2 separate regions of the Danio rerio genome follow, and region 2 is linked to region 1. The links are chromatin contacts, called in public Hi-C maps. All regions are on one chromosome and are shown on one strand. Each heading gives the region's core, a stretch centred on a gene start, on an enhancer-like site or on the middle of the called end of the contact. The rest is flanking DNA. Distances are from core to core; before and after follow the strand shown. Region 1 holds the start of nkx6.1 (NK6 homeobox 1). Region 2 overlaps gpat3 (glycerol-3-phosphate acyltransferase 3).

What was found. A called contact is a pair of places that touch in the nucleus more often than the background predicts.
Region 2: a contact with region 1 is called in a Hi-C map of embryo, with 4 times the contacts expected there. The contact joins the enhancer-like site here to the promoter of nkx6.1 in region 1. A contact is called at or near these places in 8 of 18 Hi-C or Micro-C datasets (caudal fin, embryo, fibroblasts and 2 more) and 2 of 4 datasets of contacts at active chromatin or transcription factors (embryo and gastrula embryo).

The regions. Positions count from the first base shown.
Region 1 is chr21:20,434,482-20,441,820 of GRCz12tu, forward strand. It overlaps nkx6.1 (NK6 homeobox 1), which reads left to right and starts at 3,203. Exons shown (of 3, transcript NM_001002475.1): 1 at 3,203-4,062; 2 at 4,182-4,354; 3 at 5,132-6,121. The coding sequence starts at 3,543. The coding sequence ends at 5,377.
Region 2 is chr21:20,655,160-20,662,498 of GRCz12tu, forward strand. gpat3 (glycerol-3-phosphate acyltransferase 3) reads right to left here. Exons shown (of 13, transcript NM_001002685.1): 2 at 6,733-6,936; 3 at 4,091-4,157; 4 at 2,037-2,331; 5 at 1,030-1,104; 6 at 626-715. The coding sequence starts at 6,876. Among named protein-coding and RNA genes, the nearest start is that of gpat3, 5.6 kb to the right of the region's middle. Within about 2 kb of position 2,667, at least 3 of the 62 cell types and tissues checked have an H3K27ac peak or open chromatin away from gene starts, as enhancers often do.

The DNA.
Region 1 (7,339 bases), core at 1,953-4,452:
TAGTAATCTGATGTGCCCTCCTATCTGCAGTTTAAGCAGGTAGATCGGATTTTTACCTGCCAGTGTGAGCCGAGCATCATTTAAAAACCAGAGTTGCAAACTTTAAATATCATACACGAGGACTAAAAAAGCTTTTATATTGTATAACATCATGTAGCACAATTAATGAGGGTGAGAGGGATCGCAATATCCGCCACGTAACCAATATAAACTAATATAAAACCATTGCACACATCGTGCAAAAAGTTACACCATGGACATTACATTAAAATGCCAACTGGTTTAAAAGGCCTAAATTAAAAGATGACCAATAGAATAAAAAAAAAAAAACCCGAACAGATTAAATACAGGAACAGAGAAAAGGGTGCTCATTTATTATCAGCTGATAGTCAGTGCCTGCTTTTTTTTTTCCCCCCTGGCCATTGTGCCTTTGCAGTGTGCTGTGTAAATGCTGACAATCAGATAGGAGTTGCTTTTAAAAGATGATGTAAAAAATATGGATAGTCACAATTGGAAGAGATTATCCAGATCTGCAGCCTTTGTTATTACTGCTGTTAAAAGTGTGATGGCTATTAAAAGCCCTTGCTTTTAAAAATATGACTTAACAGTTCAGGTATATTACTGTTTGTATAACAGAAATATCTCAATAAATATAAACTAATGTGCAAAACAACATTCAGAACACAATCACGTCCTGGATTCCATTGGCCTGTAATTTGAATACCTTGTTAAAGGAAAAATGTTTTTGCTGTATTTATTGGTGATACTGTTTTCTTAAGATTTAGAGGACACTCAAAGATCTTCATTTGTTTTCTTTGGTTAAAAGAATTTATTTTTGACCATGTAGTTAATTTGTTCAAGTCAGATTTATGGTTAAAGTTGCTTTTTAGTCATTTAGTAGAGGAGTTTCTTTCAGATCAAAAAACTTGAGCCAGACAATCTGTAAATCAAACTACACATGAGAAATGTATTTCTACTCCAAGAGCTATGGACAATATTAAGGCTTGTCTTTCTGTTTTTGCTGGATTTTTCACATATAAGAGAGAGTACATTTTTTCTTCTATAAAGATCTGAAAACAAAGTATCAATTTTTCATTTGAAAGTGAAACTTTCTATTTCAAGAAATATGCGTAGCTGACAGAAAGCAAATGTGTTCTGCTTAACACAACTATAGTGTAAAGGGATTTCACGTTTAATAATTTCCAAAACCTGAATATTTAGCATTTCCTATTATCATTTTGTAGTACAGTGGTTCATAAAGTGGGTGCCGGCGAACAATTAAGGGGTCGCTTGGTGATTTTCAAAAGTCAAAGAAGTTTTATACTTTGAGTTACAGTATTTTATCCATAACCCACAGAAGATAAAAATAGTAGTTAATAGTTACATTAAAAAGCAACAACATGTGTGTTTGTTAAATTAACCACAGCAATAGCGTCAGCTGCAGCAAACTGATCTTACAGCACCGGTTTAAACTTTGACACCTTTATGGCAATCATACATTAAAATAAATGCAGGTCACAACTGAATATTGCCAATGATTTCTGAGTGGCGGTCTTCAAAATTAAACCAAGAATAGACTTGTGCTGAAAACATTGTGCCCACCAGTCTCATTAGGTGAGGGTAATATTGAATTAAATGACTATATAAATTATAGCCTCGTTGTTAGTCTGTTACACTTTTTTGTGTTGTCAATATGCTTGTGTTTATATAGGCATATTGCTGTGTATGCTATATTTGTACATTTATGCCTCCGAGGAATGCCGGGGTCACAAGCCACTGGCCTTGTTATTTTGGGGGTCGTGGCCTCGTGGGCTGAAAGGTTTGGGAACCCCTCATATTGTGGATTTTTACTAAACTGCACAGTGCTGCAATCACCAATAGAGGGCAACGTAGCACCACTATTTCCATCGACGAGTAATGCAAAAAAAAAAAAAGGGTTGAGCTTTTTTCCCTATTGAGCTGCGTAATTTAGCACACACGTTCACACATCAAATCTATCATATCACCAAAATATGAAGCACATTTAGTGCAAGTAATATATATATATATATATATATATATATATATATGTGTGTGTGTGTGTGTGTGTGTGTGTGTATATATATATATGTGTGTGTGTGTATATAAATATATATATATATATATATATATATATACATACATGTGTGTATATATGTGTGTATGTGTATATATATATATATATATACACACACACACACACATATATATGTGCAATGTTACTTATCTGTTATATTTTTAATGTTTAGACCTAAAAATAATTGTTGCTCTAAGTGAATCAAAATTTAGGGAGGGTTTTGTGTACATCCTAACCAAAATAAATAGGCCTACATCAATTTATGTGATGAAAAGCGGGGCCAGTTGTCATTTCCCAGCATCTGGTATTTCACTCTGTTACCACTAGATGCTGCAACACTTACATTTTGCATCAGGCCATATCAGGTGGTTTTGTTGAGAAAACGAGAAAGAGATATACCATCTCACAAAATAGTTTTTATTTCATTGTCTTGCATAATTTTATTAAATAATATAGTGTCTCCAAATTAGCTTCATTATCTTTTGTGCAGTAATTTAGGTTACAGGCTACTGTTTATTTCCGTTGCAGATAGTCATACATTGATAGAAACAGAACCTTTAAGACTTAATTTATTATTAATTTATATTAACTCAAAAAAGGCCAATAATAGTACTCTGACAGAAAAGTGCTAGAAAGGATTGTCTGAGAAGATGATGGGAAGCAATTTTAACTTGGATATCGGAGCTGAAGTAAAATATGATTTAGGTATTTATTCGAGCTTCATGAATGTGCGATTGTTTCGTGATTTATCTGCGGAGTGTTTAAGCCTGTCCGCAGAGACTTTCCAGCTCATCAGATATCCGAGCGCCTCACATGACCGGCACGCATGCAGATGTCCCTTTATTTAAGAAATAGATCTCAAATTGACTAGATTGATTTTGTCCCCTTTTTGTATTTAATAGTGGGTCGGATGGCAGCTCTTTTAATGTGCAAATGAGAACCAATGAGGACAGACTCCTAAATTCAGTTCAGACACTCAGCTGACACGAGTCGCGTCACTGCCGCCCTCGGCCAATCAGATCGCGCCGAGCCCCTCTACTTTCCCATGCACGCTCTCAAAGTTTTGACTTTTTGCAGCAAAAGACAGCAGGTTGATGAAAATGTTTTATTATCTCCCAGATCTTCATGTGAACTACCCAGAAAGACTCTCTTTTTATTTATAGATTTCAAAAACACTCTTTTGAAAGGACGACGCTCTGTTGTATCATGCAAGATCTAAAAGAACAGAATGGATATTGGCCAGAGGAGATGAGTATGAAGCTCCAGTACAACTGATTGGGATTTTTTTAGAGAAATTACTTTTTTGGCTCCATATCGCAAGGTGTCTTTTGTTTATTTTTCGTTTCTCCTCTTCATTTAGTATTCTGCGTTTGTTTTCACGTTTTCCCGGGTCACTGTCCTGCTTCTTGCGCGATATTTAGTTAAAGTTGTAGTTTGTGTCTTGGTTATGTTAGCGGTGGGGCAAATGGACGGGTCTCGCCAAAGCGCTTTCCTACTCAATACCCCACCTTTAGCTGCTTTACACAGTATGACCGAGATGAAGACGCCGCTTTACCCAGCCTACCCGTTATCTTCCACTGGACCAGCATCCTCCACTTCACCGACAGCTACCTCTCCGAATCCAGGTGGGATCCCGGTCTCGTCCCCGGGGATCAAAACCTCCAGTGGACTTTCAGCTCTCGCATCAGCCCAGCAGTGCGCGATCGCCACACCTCACGGAATAAACGACATCCTCAGCCGACCCTCGGTGGCTTGTTCTCCCGCAGGAATCTTGTCTGGACTGCCCCGTTTCAGCAGCCTGAGTCCCCCACCGCCTCCAGGGCTTTATTTCAGCCCTAGTGCCGCGGCTGTAGCGGTGGCTCGCTATCCCAAACCCCTGACAGAGCTTCCCGGCAGAACCCCGATATTCTGGCCTGGAGTTATGCAAAGCCCACACTGGAGAGATGCCAGATTTGCGTGCTCACCACGTAAGTGCACTTTTTGTTGTAGCGTCTGAATGATAACTTATTAACAATAATAACAAACATAATCACCATTAAAGGATGCGAAAATATCATTAGCTAATTTGGATTGTCTTCCTTTACAGATCAAAACTCAGTTCTGCTCGACAAAGATGGGAAAAGGAAACACACGCGACCGACGTTTTCCGGGCAGCAAATTTTTGCACTGGAAAAAACATTTGAGCAAACGAAATATTTAGCCGGCCCTGAAAGAGCCCGACTAGCCTACTCTTTAGGAATGACAGAGAGTCAAGTCAAGGTAAGACACCCAATAGTTTATGACGAAGGAACGAGGAAATCTATCTATCTATCTATCTATCTATCTATCTATCTATCTATCTATCTATCTATCTATCTATCTATCTATCTATCTATCTATCTATCTATCTATCTATCTATCTATCATACAAGTCAGAGAATTCGGGGGATGATGGAGGATGATGCATGGGAGGGTCGGCATAATATGTTTCTTCAACAGTTTGCAATGCTTTAATTTATGACTTTTATTTACTAATTTATTTTCTATATCATTGTTGGCTATTTACAGGAGCAGTCTCGTTTTAATGTTCAATTACAGACTATTGTATTTAGCCTATTTCACGCGTTAAAATAATTTAAAATGAATGAATAAATGAAAATGCAATATGCTCTTTTGCAAATATTTATTACAATTATTGCAATAATAGGCTATAGATCTGAAAACCTCTTAACCCTGCTCGTATTTTTTCTGTAAATATGTTTAATGTAATTCCCTGTTTTTTCCTTGAAAGTTTATTTTAAAATATTTTTCCAGCTCTCCAGATTAGTCATGAAAATAATTTTAATTTAAGTTTTTTTTCCTCAAAAGCTGATTCAAAATGATTTATTTTTCCAGCAGGTTAAGACAGGAATAATCACTTTAATTTCCGAACAGACTGTTATAGTAATGTCCATTTGGCATGCTGAGTTTATTTTATTTATTTATTTGTTAATTTTGTAATGAATCATAATTTATCTGTTTATTAAAATAAATTTTATCTCGCTTTCAATCGTAAAGGTGTGGTTTCAAAACCGAAGAACAAAATGGAGAAAACGGCACGCGGCTGAAATGGCCTCGGCGAAGAAAAAACAAGATTCAGAAACCGAGAGGCTGAAAGGAGCTTCGGAAAATGAAGACGACGACGACGACTACAATAAACCTTTAGACCCAAACTCGGACGATGAAAAAATTACACAGTTACTGAAAAAACACAAACCGAACACAGCTCTTATCATTCACACGTCGGAAAACGAGAGCTCGTAAAAAGGAAACGGGAAATGGGTTGTCAGATTCTTCAAGAAGTGTCAAAATTAATATAGGCTACTTTTCCCCCACCAAGTTTGAGCTCTGGTTTGAGAGGAAGGATGCAGATCAGAGGAATATGCACTATTGGTGGAACTGAACGTGCATCAGTGTCTGCTATAGACACGTTTCAACATAAAGACAACGGTACTTTTTTGTAAATTAACAGCGTGAGTTGTATCGCATAGGAATTATATTACTGTGAATATTTATGTGTAAAATATTTTGAATAGTAAACATGACAGAATTCGTTCACTTCGCTTCAGTTTAATTTTTGGTTAAGGCTTTGTGATTTGCATTTTTTTCATATCATTAATTTGTGTAGGTGCTTATCACCACGAGTTATTTTATTTTTTCTCTGAGTGTAAGTTCCCTCAACCATTTGATCTTTAAAAATAAACAACAATAGAAATATATAACACCTTTCAGAATTTACCACACTAATGGCAAAAGACATGAGCGACAGCTCAAATTGAGGCTCAGTCAAAAGATTTATCTGGCTTTAACAAGTGTAAATACAAACACCTAACCGTATATTTGTAATATAATGCATAGTGTTCGTCTCCCAATGTTAGGATGTTTCTTTTATTTTCCCCCATGATTAATTTATGATATTTTAAGTTTGTAACAGTGTTTTGGATCCTGCAAAATGCGCCATGCAGGTTCGTGTGTATTGCACTTTTATTTAATAAAATGTTAAACGTATGGGATATTTTCCTTTTTGTTATCCAAATATAACTATTTTGTGAATAAATCACAGTTGAGATTTCAGGCATTCATAAAACGTTACTTATGATTGAGCAGTTTGTTTTGGGTGACCCAATTTATGAATCTGCTTCGGGAAGAAGTTGTTTCACTTTTGCATAAGCATTAGCTATATATATTAAATAATTTGTATTATTGTTCGTTAATTTTTTTTCAGAAAGTAAATAAGCTTCTCAGGTATTGTCTTAATATTTTACATAATTGTTTTATTACGAAGAAATCATTACTCTGAGCACTTACATTAAAATATAGTCTACTGAATTTCAGTCAACTAAAAAATGTCGATGAGAAAGGTTATATTGCAATATTGACGAAATAATGAAAATAGAAAGCGGGTTTTGGCGGTCTTCAGCTGATCGCGTCACAGCTTCAATATGTCAGCTGATTCGCACGATTAAATCACCATGTTCTTTGGAAATTGGAAATCATTCAACCGATTTGTTCTCAACAAACCAACAGAAAAAATATGGTTAGATGATGCGCATGCCGTGCAGCCTTGTATAATCAGAAAATATTTTGAGCTGGTATTTTTGAAGGACATCATGTCCAGTCCTTTTCCACAGGTCACTCAACCCATATAAATCACTTATTGGAAGCGATGCATCGTTAACTATTCTAGGCAACATTAAGCAGTGCAGATAAATTGAAAAAATAAACATTAATTTAAAAACTTTAATTTGTCATTTACATATTCGTTTTGTGTAGATTTTGATGCTCAGATAATTGCTTAACTACAGAATTAGGCTAGCCAATAAGGATTCATAAAAACGAAATAATTTCAAACTATTATTCATCTGGGAAACAACAACAACAATAACAACAACAACAATAATAATAATAATAAATTAATAATAATAATTAATAATAAAATAAGTTACAAAAGGAGATTCCAATGCATTATGAGAACTATTTCGGTCCTAAATGAAACCTTTCAGTTTTCGAAAGTGCTATTTTTTTCCTTAAATTTTTTATAACATAAGGGACGTTTTTCTTTTTTTAAATAATTGTAAAGAACAATTTGTGCTATCGAAATATTTCATTGATGTTAAATATTCTTTCTGAAAAATAACTTTTCTTTTTAGAGTGTGAATAAGGAAAGACAGCCTTTAGCTGTTGGGCATTTGGCACATTATTTAATTATTACATTATCATACGCTT
Region 2 (7,339 bases), core at 1,417-3,916, 220 kb after region 1:
GCAATTTTGCTGTTTGCACCAGTCATACAAATACAATAAATACAGCCTTTCAGAAGCACAGAATATGCATTCACTCACGAAATGGAAAGGTTTATAATGGTTTATAAAGGTTTATTTCAAGATCTGAGGTGAACTATCTGCTGCTGCTTTCAATAGTATGGCAATACATGTCATGTAAAATGGTATTTAAACTAGCATTGTTAGCATTTAACACTGAATGAAGCACAGGTTTTCTGTTGTTCACATGTGAGAAATAAAAGCCATTTCTAAAATATCAATTTGAGGTGTTGGTTAGGACAAAAACTCCTTTTAATATGGAAAATATTCCTTTTATCATATGCCAATGCTTTAATTTAGAACACGGTTTAAATCACTCACTCATGTCCTCTATCTGTAAACCACTGGGTGTCAAACTTACATACTGCACCTTTAAATACTTTTAGAAAAGTCCTACAGTGAATAATATTTAATGTTTTAGTCAACTGTTTGGGTATTTGTTTTACATTTGCATGCATGAGAGATAAAGCGTTTGTGAAGAATAATGAGAAGCAGAGGGGAACTGAACACAGTGATATAATGGGATTAAAGTGGAAAGACTGTGTTAAAAAAAGAAGCAGTGACTCACTTATTATGATAACGGATAGTAGCAGACAGGCCTCTGGCACATATTCTGTAGCATGTAATATGAACTAAATCACTGAGCCAGTTCTTCACCCTGCAAAAGACAGACCTTCCCTTTAGTAAATTAAGCATTTCACCCATATATAGCAAACAGCTGGACTTGAGAGAACTTTAAGTTATTGTACACAAAAATAAAGGTTCTGAATTAGTATTGATGGTTCCACAAAGAACCTTATATATTTATTAATAATATATTTTATTGGTTATTTGTTAAAAGGTTTTACTGTATGACATTTCTATGAAAACCAGTTGTGGAGCTTTTATTTTTTAAGTGTTATGGATTATTCAATTGCTCTGTAAGATTAAAACAACATTATATAATACATAATGACATCCAGTATTAATTACTTGCTGTTAGGAAGAAATCCAACTAGAGTAGTTCCAATCACCAACCAGCTCAATCCAATGACTGCTAAAGTGATCCTATGACAAAGAACAATAGCATGATTTAATATACTCAAAAAAACATTTAGCTGACAATTACAGGTCACAATAATCAGAACTAGGAGCAAGAGATTAACTTAAGTATAAAGAAAATGATTTGACAATGCAAGTTTGTACTGTTTGCAGCTAAGGAGAAATTAGGAAACCACTTAGAAAATTAGAAAACTGAAAATTCTCAGTTCATCTGCATTTAATAGGTATAACTTTGAGTAAAATATTAATATTTGTAATATTCTATAAAGGTCTGAAAGTATTTCTTCATAATTTCACACAAATTTATTGCAATTTAGGGCACTTTTATTTATTTGTGTATTTTTATAATTAATTACTTAATTTATATATATATTTAATAAATATATAAATATATATATATATATATATATATATATATATATATATATATATTTTTTTTTTTTTTTTTTTTTTTTAAGCAAACAACAGAATAGCCATCATATTAAAAAAAATATATATATATTTTTTTAAACATTGGCATTGTATTGTCCAAAAATAATTATAAACATGTCAGAATATAGCATATATTTGTTATTTAAGCTAATTTAAATTAAATTATAAGTAATCTTATCAGGACTTAGAAAAAAAAATTATTAAAAAAAAAAGTATTTTACTCAAACATCAGTATAAATTGTAAATCCAGAGAAACAGAGTAGTAGAGAGTAGTCTGTATATATATAAGTCTCTTGCTGCCTTATCATTTATTTGATAAATATAATTGTAAAACAGTAATATTGTGCTGTAATATATAATAATACTTTTTCAGCATGTTTTGATGAATACAATCTGGCTTTGCAACAGTGTTAAAGTCTTCTCTGTCACTTTTGATCAACTGAATATATCCTTGATGATCATATCATAGCATAAAACATGTCTTTTCAATTGGAAATAGCACTCACCTGAGAGGCAATAAGACACAGTAACGTACAAAAACTCCCAGGCCCCATATGATGGTGAGGCGCACGCTGATGTATCGAAAGTTGTTATTGGTTCGTGTGAGAAGATTCCAGGAGGCCAGTTCCTCTGAAGAGAAGCGCTGAGTCACCTGATCCTCCACAATGTTCTCTATGCCTTTCTTACAGAAATAGAAGGCGTCACACAGCGTAAAGTTTCCCTCTGCCAGATTTTTAGGATGAGAGCGACGCAGCTCTACGATTTCTTCTTCCATAGAGCCGTCATCTTTTTCGATGATCCCTATAAAACACATGATGAATCTGAAATGAGACAAGACAAAACAGAAACCTACATATGGCAAACATTAGTTTTTTATATCTATATATTTTGAAGTGTTTTTCTACAGAAGGATTTGTTTCTACATAATTTGCCTGATTATTATACAGTGCATTTTATTCACAAAACTGTTGGGGTGAAAAAGGAATCCCAAAATGCCTTTTGTAACAACGTCTCGCTGCAATGTCAAAAAGAAACCTCGTTTCTCGTTGGCCTTCATCTAATGTACAGAATTCTGTGCAACACACTGCATAAGAAAGCTGCGATAAACATCTAGAGTCATCAGTATCCTAAGTTTTTGACTTTTACTTAAATAAAAAAGACTCTTTTTTTTTTGTCCAGGCAGAGTTTTATTTCAAAAGTGTCTTTAGGTCATGATTCATACAACCTAAAATGTCTGTAAAGCTGGGTAAAGTTCATAAATAAGCTCAACTGAAATTATGAAATGTGTCACTTGCTGCAATAGCAGTTACAGTAGGTTAAACACACTGACAGGCATCAGGCCAATAACAAAAGCAAGGACATTATTTTCCTTCTCTATTTGAAAAGTGTCAACTAAACAGGAAGATAGAACTAAGGACAGAACTAAAACTAAAACCTCTTTTGTTTCTTTTAGGGATGCCCATAATAACCAATTAACCGTTAACCGAAAGGGTGTGTTTTTAACCAATTGATGGTATCAGTTAAACGATTTAAAAATATTATTATTGCTGTTTTTTTTTTTTTTAAGTTTGGCTGCATAAATGTGCAACACATATTTGTTAACTCGCAGGATGGTAACACATGCAACCACACATGCCTACAGACCTATTTTTGCCAGAGAAGCAAAATAAAAGGACATTGCTGGTCACAGTTTGACACAGACAAGTTGATGCCAAACCAGCGCTGATGGTGATGCCTCTCTCTTGGATCCGAGACATAAACACCTCCGTTTATTTACACAATTGGACAAAAAAGTCAGATTTAGTGTACAACCAACAAACCAACTTTTTCCATTTGGAAAATTACAGTTAATAGTGTAGTTCTTATAAAATATCCATTTTAAAAATAGCTTACATAGCCTAATCTACAAATCCAACAAATCCAATGACTTGATAATGATACAGTATCTCCGTATGTTCTGTATGCTGTTGTTCACATGTTAAAATAAATCAGGATTTTAAAATGCAATATTTAATGTGTCAGACACAAAATAGACACATTAATTCATATTTTTTTAATAAAATAATAATGTTATATTGATCCGTTAACATTCGGTTAACAAGCAGCAGTTGTCGGTTGGCAAAATTAACCGAAATGAAGGGGCTAATAATTTTTACCTTAAAATGGTTTTAAAAAAATTTAAAGCTGCTTTTATTCTAGCCGAAATAGAACAAATAAGACTTTCTCCAGAAAAAAAATATTCTCCAAAAATATTTTAGACTAAATACTTTATTTTATACTGTCAAAATTTCCTTGCTCCGTTAAACATCTTTTGGGAAATATTAAAAAAAAGAAAAAAATCAAAGGGGGGCTTTTGTAGTCATATCAATTCACTTACAATGCTAACACTAAACAACAAAAGGAGCAAATGAAATCTAACATGTTAATTATTATCTAACAGTTGTCCTCAACAAAATGAAGAGGAAGCTGTGGCTTCACATGACACTGTCCTAACATCATCATGAAATCAAACCTTTGTATGCACATGATGTCTTGCTTGCATTGACAGATTTTCTCTCACCGTTAGCTAGCTGTAATGGCAGTGTTGGCTGTTCTTTCTGTCCTCTTTGGATCCTGAGAGTGGCCCACTGGAATAAAGAACAAGTTTATTTTCAGGTAACCTTTGACACGTTTCCTTAACTGACAATAATGGGTTTTATTCAACAATCTCATGACAATTTGTAACTTTTTTTAATCAGTGGTGAATTTTGAATTAATGTATATAATCTTATCAGTACATTTTAGTAAGATTTGCTTATCCCGCAATGATGGCTGGGGTTTGGGGGCATGCCAAACATTTTCATATGTTTTCACACAACTGAAATTACATGAATTTGTATGAATTGGCCACTTTTCTGGTGATGTTTCCCGGTAATAGTCATGATATGGCTGGGTTTTATTTATTTTGACCCTCATTTGCAAGTTTGTTTTGACATGATTATCATAAGTTTCATGTAAAAACAAAACATCCAAAATACATCCAATAGATTTTTGGCTCTTTATCAAATTTCTATTACAATACACTTAACAAATGCTGTTTTCTCAAATGTTTTCAGTAACAATTTAGGTCACAATTCACGCTACTGGTGTCATGTTTGAATGCAAGAAAACAGACCCAGTTGCAGCATTGAACAATACAAAGGGGTTTATTGACAGAATAAGGCGCAAGTAGACATATAGGGGGATGATAAGGTCCAAACGGTAGGGGCAACAACACAAGGAAGCCAGTGGTAGTGACAAGATAGTACTAAAATGAACAGCCAGCCAGGACAGTGGTCAAAACCGGATCTAGATCCTGGAGCAGGCCACCTAAACTCCAGACTGTCAGACCAGGGAGGTCAGGATACGGAATAGGACTGTAAAATTATAAGACACAAGACAGGACAACAAACAGACAGTGATAATATACAATAAGATAAACTAAAACTGAAATAAAATAAAATCTAAATACTCGAAGACAGAAAGACAGACTTTAGCAATCTGATAAAAACAAAACTGAAATAAAGACTTTTAGAATCTTAAAGAGAGTATTTAAACAAATCAAACAACTACTAATTATTATCTACTAAGAAGACTGAGACTGACAGAAAAACGGAACAATGGCTCTAAGGGTAAAAGTAAAATAAAGATTAGAACACAAAAATAAGTAAACACTAGAAACAATGAAAGAAATTAATAGCTACAAACAAACAATAAATAGACAAGCGATCTAGAACAGGCAAGACCAAAAGCTTAGTACAGATGCAAGGCAAGGATACAAGACAAACTCACATGGAATGAACCAGCAAACAAATGAGAACACACAGCAAATTATATAGAACAAAGCACACGAGAGACAGGTGAAAACAATCAGGATAACAAGGTCTAAATAAGAGGGCGGGGTCACTGAAAGCAAGGAGGAAAGACAACAGGAGCACATGGCCAACACAATTTAAGACTTAGCAATGTAAATATGCACAGGACAAACGAGCAAACATTAAACACCGACAGGACAGACAAGACTGTCAGGTCAGGACCATGACAACTGGCTTATAACCTGCTTATTATTAAGATATTAACTGTTTATTATTAGTTATAAAGTATGATTTTATTCTACATCCATTATCCATACCCAAAACTAACCCAACCTCTACCTTACTTACTATTAATAAGCAGCTAATTATTAGTAATGAGCTAGTGATAAGCTTAACAAGCTAGTACTGTAAGTTAATGGTTTGACCTAAAGGGTTACCATGTTTTCTAATTATGCAATATGACATTAATCAACACTTCAGCAGCACTGACATACACCTATATAGTCTATAATGTTTTTACCGGTGAGTATGTCCATACACATTTTACCTAATTACGGATTTTAAAAATAAATACAACATTTATCATAATTTTTCTGGCTGATTACAGTATTTATGGAGTTATAACACCCGGAGAAACCAAAAATCCTCCCAGTAAAATTGTGTGCCTCTAAAATGTATTGGTTTATTGGTAGCACTTTCGTTTAAGTCACAGTTCATGCTATCAAGAAACCATTATAACTAAGACTATTAGCTCAATAAACTGCTAATTAGCTGCTTATTAATGGCTAGTAAGGTGGAAGCTAGTTTTAGATTTGGGGTGGGATTGAAGATTTGGAATAAAATCATACTTTATAACTACTAATGAACAGTTAATAATGCAATAATAGGCAGGTAATACGCCAGAAGTTAATAGTGATTTAACTGTGACTTAAACTAAAGTGTTACGTAAAGTAAATTTTAACCTATTTTCATTCCGTGTTGAGATTTTTGTGCTATGTATTTCATAACTGTAATCATTCAGCTGGGTATGGTGATAACTATTAATTTATTTACATTAGTTGAGGTATTCATTTCTGGCTTGTTTTATGCACCACAATGCATGCCACATTCAGACTACTAATGAATTGACTATCAGATTTTAATACTAAAAACAAAATCCCCGCACAATGACGTTTATTTTAGTCTCATGCCTTTTGACCCTCTTTTGCAAGTTTGTCTTGGCATCATCTGTTTCTAATATGTCAAAGTACAAAACTTTTTTTCTTTTTTAAGTTTGCACATGGATTTAATTCACATATTATGAGCAACTATCTTTTATTGTTTTGTTTTATACATTGTAAGCAATAGTTATTTGTATTTCTTTTTTTACCTCCAGTGTCTTAACCAGCAGCTTAATGTAGATGTCTGTGAAGCCCAGGGACACACCGAACATAGCAGGTAACACGATGAGACCCGCTACTATGGACATCCACACATGGAGAAGCACGAAAGCGACGTCCCAAGCACCTTCCATCATCTCTGCTGTCCCGTCTGTCTGCCTGTCAGTCTATGGGGCCGGCCATCTGAACAAGTCCTTAAAGCAAGAAGCCAAAACAGAGGACAATGATGTAATCAAATGTACGGCCTCTGGGAATTTTTTATTTTTTATGTGGTTGGGCTATTTCTCTATTACTGAACAATGCATGACTATTTATTTTTATTTATTTATTTCTGCTGAGTTCACCTTAAAATAATGTGTATATATGCTTAAATCACTAATATAAAAATGCTCGGCTCAATTGATTTTCATCTGTTGCATAAAAAATGCATGTGTTTATTGTACTTTGATATCATTTTAACTTTATTATTATAATTAATATTACTAATAATACTATATGTATTAATTAATTGTTTAATTTTAAATATGTTTTAATTAAAATATCAAACAGCTTTTTAAAACTTATTATTATTTCTCATTATTTTTCACTGTTAAAAAT